Regions from separate parts of the Sus scrofa genome. Here region 1 is linked to region 2. Evidence: chromatin contacts called from public Hi-C data. All regions are on one chromosome and are shown on one strand. The core of a region is the stretch at or near the end of the contact, and the rest is flanking DNA. Distances in the headings are between cores, read along the strand shown. Region 1 holds the start of RPL4 (60S ribosomal protein L4). Region 2 holds the start of TIPIN (TIMELESS-interacting protein).

Region 1 (2,853 bases), core at 309-2,808, 110 kb before region 2:
AAAGGGGAAAGGGAAGGGAGTGGGATGGATGGGCATTTTGGGGGGTTTTTTGGATGCAAACTGTTATATTTGGAATGGATGGGCAATGGGATCCTACTGTACAGCACAGGGAACTGTGTGTGATTGGGTCATTTTGTTGTACAACAGAACTTGACAAAACATTGTAAATCAACTATACTTTAATAATAACAAAAGAAAAAATAAAGGAAAAAGAGTGGAAAAAAAGATACCATTTTTTATTTGATGTACTCTATGACTCACTGAAATAAAAAGTACACCTGTGACTGCCTCACTTTGACTTTTTTTTTTAGGGCCGCACCCGTGGCATATGGAGGTTCCCAGGCTAAGGGCTGAACCGGAGCTGTAGCCGTCGGCTTACACCACAGCTAAAAAAGCTACAGCTCTTTCTATAATGTTGAAAAAAATCGACAAGCACTACCACTTCTGTAAGCAGTAAAAAAAAAGCAATAAACAATGAAAAAGTATGGCACTTAGAAAATAAGGGGTTAGATTACAGCAAAAACGCAAATTCTTTACAGATCCCACCCAGACTTACTAAATCAGAAACCCTAAAAGTAGGCCCAGCAATCTGTTTTGGCAACCCGCCAGGTGATTCTGACACAAGCTCAAATTTGAGAACTACCGGACTAGATTTTTACTTTGGATGTAGACAGAACTGGATGGAATCTCCTTTGGTACTGGTACTTCACTCTAAAAATAAAATGAGGTCTTCGAGCACTGTGAAATAAAGATGCTTTAAAGGGCCGACACACGATCACTATAGCATTCTAGCTGTTGTTCCTTTCATAATTTCTATCCTGAATAGACTATAACAACACGTTTCACACTAGCAAGGCTTTAAAGAGATGAAGGATATCAACATCTAGTGCTCCATATCCTGACAGGTGCCTCTAACACCACGAGTGTGTGTGTTTATCAGAATAACTCGCCTCTTGGAAAACCTGTCACCTTCCACCTCGAGTGACAGCGTACAGATGTTTTTTTTTTAAAACAAGACTACAAGCAAGCCCCACAGGGCCAATCCCCACAATGGAGCAGATAACAAACCTCTCCTCAGCTCCCAGACCCCAGGAAAGCTGACTAGGCGGCAACATTCGCGCCGCTGGAAACAGGCGAGGCGTTAATCCCCAAGGCTGCGTCTAGAGGATTGGGGGGAGAAATGAGATACCCCGAGGAAGAGGTGCTGTGCTCAGAGCCAAGCCAAAAGCAAGGGTTATAACTCACTTCAGGAGAAGAGCGTAAAACTCTTCAGCAGCTTGGTTCATTCGCAACCACATCTTGCACCCGTCGCACTGCCGAACCGGAACCGCCAATCTGAAATACGCGCCCGACGCTGACGTCCGGGGTCATGACCCCCCCTCCAGAACTACTTTTACCCCACCCCCAAAAGCTCTCGTTTGTTCACAAAGTTAAACTTTTGTTTTATAACACACCGCGGCTTTTCCTGTCCCAATAGTTTTCCATTCCCGTAAGAAAAAGTTAAAATAAGTTTTAGCGGTTTCGGGGAAAAAGATACTGATCTCGCGAGAATTGGCCACGCCCCCTTGTGGATTACTCCGCGAAAAAGAGTCCCTCGGTTGTAAGAGCTCTTTTGGCTTTGAAAATTAATAGAAACCGCAATTTGACACCTATTCAGAAATAATACTCTACTTTTTTATTTATGTAGAGTCGTAGAGAGATATTTTGTGTCCCTGAATCGGTTCTGAGACGGGGCAAGGTGGGGGACGAGTTGAAGATTACATATAGAGTGAGAGTGCTAAGCACTTCCTTTTCCTGTGGGAGCCGCCGGGTTGAGAGGAGCGTGGCCTTCTCCTCTCCCCACCATGGTGAGTGGAGTTCTTCTCGGTTGGGCTTATTTTCTGCTCAATGGGCCTGGCAGGAATGGGTTTGGGGTTTCAGGGCATGAGGTCTTCAAGGCGGGAACAAATGATGGGGGCTAAAGTCGTCTGTTTGCGGCTGGGACCTGGGTAGCGCGGCTCTATGGCAGCCATCTTAGAGGCAACGTGTGCGAGTCGGCGCCCGGCGCGCCTGGAAGCGACTCCGGAGAATCCTCCCCAGATAGTTCTCGGGCGCAGAGGGACCTTTGGAATCCGATCTTTCCTTCGATCTTAGAAGGCATTGGTTCCGCTGAAGACTTGGAAATTCTCGGGGCCTAAAACAGTCTGGGTGAAAGAGTTAGTTTGGGTCCTTGTATCTCCGTGAGCTGTTAAGCAAGGAACATTTATCTCTTTTGAGAAATTTCCTTAAGAAAAATATTTTGTTTCACTGCCTAGATTGGCTAGCTCTTGTGGCATTTAGTAAATTGAGCCTAGTTTATTCATGGTAAGGGTCTTAAAATGTTTATGCTCAATATAAAGGATGGTTTGATACTAGGTTTTCCTTGCAATGATGGCGTAATTTGCGTCTTACTCTGTTCTCAGCGACAGTTGCCTGCTGTCAGTAAGCTGGTTCAGAAGGGTGACGAAAATTCTACTGAGCAAGGCATAATCTGTTCTTAATTACTAAAGTTTGAGAAATGAGATTCTTAACTCGGAAAATAGATGTGTCGTGGGGGCCTCATGTTTGCGCCAACCAAGATCTGGCGATGTTAGTACCGCAGAGTGAATTAATTGTGTGTCAGCTTAAGATCTGCCTCTGAAAGCGTTCTGGTCCTTTTGGCTTAGAAGTTGCATTTCCACAAATACAGTCTGCATGCACCATGTGTCCTGGGGAGTTGAGTGAACAAAACAGTCAGAAAGCACTATCCTTATGATGCATCCGTTGTAATTGAGTTGGACAAAATGGATTGTAATGTTTGGTGGCATTAAATGATGTAATCATAGGCAATGAGAG
Region 2 (2,700 bases), core at 74-2,573:
CAAAAAAGTATAGTGTTAAGTCCCTATCCTACCCTGTCTTATATACCATGTTCCCATACCCACAGATAGTACTTATTCTCCCTCAGTGTGTGTGTACACACCCATGCAAGCAAATACCAATATATTTGGACTCACTTTAGTTATTATTTTTTTGTCTTTTGTCTTTATAGGGCCTCACCCGAAGCATATGGAGGTTCCCAGGCTAGGAGTCTAATTGGAGCTGCTGCTGCCAGCTTATGCCACAGCCATAGCAGCGCCAGATCTGAGCCACATCTGCGATCTACACCACAGCTCATGGCAATGCTTAACAAACTGAGCAAGGCCGGGGATCGAACCCACAACTTCATGGTTCCTAGTCGGATTCGTTTCTGGTGCACCATAACGGGAACTCCCTGGACTCACTTTAAAATAAAATTGGAGTTCCTAGCAGTGGCTCAGTGGAAACTAATCTGACTAGTATCCATGAAGACGCAGGTTCAATACCTGGCCTCGATCAGTGGGTTAAGGATTAGGCCGTTGCAGTGAGCTGTGGTGTGGGCCCGCTGCTGCAGCTCGGATTGAACCCCTAGACTAGGAACCTCCACATATGCCCGCTGTGCGGCCCTAAAAAGACAAAGAAAAAAAACAGGTAACATATTTTTGACATTCTTTGTGCCTGCAATCCTAACACTAACTCTTTACAGCCCCTTTTCTCAGCTCATTATTCAGTAATTAATAGAATAATAGAATTTTTTTTTTTTTTTTTGTCTTTTGGCCGCTTCCCGCGACATATGAAGGTTCCCAGGCTAGGGGTCGAATCGGAGGTGTAGCCGCTGGCCTAAGCCACAGCCACAGTCACTCTAGATCCGAACCGCATCTGCGACCACAGCTCACGGCAACGCCAGATCTTTAACACACTGAGCAAGGCCAGGGATCGAACCCGCAACCTCATGGTTCCTAGTCGGATTCGTTGATTCACTGCGCCACGACGGGAACTCCAATAATTAATAGAATTCTTATGCTCAAAAAGTTGTTAGTAACTCTGAAGAATCGGTAGTTTCTCATTAAATTCCGTTTGCTTTTATCCTTTATAATCCATCCACAATTCAATTTTCTAAAAACCTGAGACCTTTTCCAAAGTATAGAGCACCTAAAGCGTAGGGAACAAGAACTTCACGACAAGACGGCTAAACTCGAACGAATTTCAGAGAGTGGAAGCGGTGAGGAGGAGAGCGGTGCAATGGACAGGATACCCCAAAAGGCGGGGACAAAAATGAATGGGCGGGGCGTTGGAGAGAGGCGGATCCGGTAGGCCCCGCTGGGGATTGCGCAAATTTGGCGCCAACTCTAAGGGAGCGTCTCGCGAGAGTCTCGCGAGAAACGTGTTTTCCCCTCCGCGCCAGGCGCAACGCTGTGGCCGCTGCAGTCCGCTTGAGGTGAGAGGCGGGCAGGCGGGCAGGCGGGCGAGTGGAATTCCCGAGGAGGAAGGAGGGCTTTAGGCTGGGGAGCGGGGATGCCGGCTGTCGCAGGGAAGGATAAGGACATGACAGAGACCGACCCTGGGCTAATAGGGGCTGGAGAGGAATGGAGGCCTGACTGGGTATAACCTGTGGGGAGATGAGGTTGGTGGGGACAAGAGCGGGCACTTGTACTTTTTGTTTCTGTCTCGGGCCTGCCTCTAACCAAGGTAGAGGAAGGGAACGTGTGTCAGGTCTGAACAGGGGCTTCTTAATATAGGAGGCATCCTGTGAATGTACAGTGAATGAATGAGTGTGGTTGAACTAAGAGAGGATAGACAGTGGAGCTACGACGAGGAGAAGGTTGGAGGAGAGGGATGGGATGGGAAGTTTTGAGGTTTTAGGGCTGGTTAGCAAATGAAGTCGTTGAGTTATTCTGGTAGCACTTCCTGGCGAAAGGGGCTTCTGTTTTGGTAACTTGGAAAAAGTTGGACTTTGAATCGCCAAAGGTCTGGGAATGAATTATAGTTTGGAATTTCTTTGTTAGGGGAGATCCCATTGTAGCTCAGTGGAAACAAACCCCAGTAGTATCCATAAGGAGGCGAGTTCCATCCCTGCCTCCGGGTTCAGTGGGTTAAGGATCCGGCGTTGCTGTGAGCTGTGGCTGTGGCATAGGTTAGCAGCTACGGCTCCGGTTCAACCCCTAGCCTGGGAACCTCCATATGCCACACCTGTGGCCCTTAAAAAAAAAAAAAATTGTTAACTTTCACTCCTTTGGGAGTCTGAGTACTAGAGGAGGAAGTGAAGAGAATTTCATCAGTGTCTAAAATTACGTTCTATTTGAGAAATTTGAAAGCTGTGAAGTAAGATGCCACTACTTTGGACCTCTGATGTGATGCCTAGAATGGAGATAAAAAGTTAGCATATCATCTGTAAGTGATTATTAGAACCATGTGGGTAACTGAGTGAAGAGGGCCTAGGATGAAGTCTTGGATACTTAATGACCAGGTTAGAGGAAGATGAATCTGCAAAGAAGATCCAGAAGGAGTGTCCAGGAAGGGAGGAAAGCAAGGTGAGTACTGTTGCAGAAGTCACTTTTCTAAGAAAAACATCTGATCAAAAGTGTTCAGATGTTTCTGAGAGGTCAAGTAAGGTGGTACTGAAAAGCATTCTTCCAGGTTATCAGCTTGAGGATTATTTCCATTTCTTCAAAACAAAAACAAAAAACCTTTAAAAAAGAAGACCAATATGTAAACAGTATTTT

Evidence for each region. A called contact is a pair of places that touch in the nucleus more often than the background predicts.
Region 1: a Hi-C map of epiblast stem cells shows a contact between it and region 2, with 2.4 times the contacts expected there. The contact joins the promoter of RPL4 here to the promoter of TIPIN in region 2. A contact is called at or near these places in 1 of 5 promoter capture datasets (liver), 20 of 47 Hi-C or Micro-C datasets (alveolar macrophages, blood, embryonic fibroblasts and 9 more) and 2 of 2 datasets of contacts at active chromatin or transcription factors (alveolar macrophages and skeletal muscle).

What each region holds. Positions count from the first base shown.
Region 1 is chr1:164,480,470-164,483,322 of Sscrofa11.1, reverse strand. RPL4 (60S ribosomal protein L4) reads left to right here and starts at 1,558. Exons shown (of 10, transcript XM_005659862.3): 1 at 1,558-1,847. The coding sequence starts at 1,845. ZWILCH (protein zwilch homolog) reads right to left here and starts at 1,538. Exons shown (of 19, transcript XM_021100319.1): 1 at 1,246-1,538. The coding sequence starts at 1,298.
Region 2 is chr1:164,367,920-164,370,619 of Sscrofa11.1, reverse strand. It overlaps TIPIN (TIMELESS-interacting protein), which reads left to right and starts at 1,323. Exons shown (of 8, transcript XM_013993315.2): 1 at 1,323-1,415.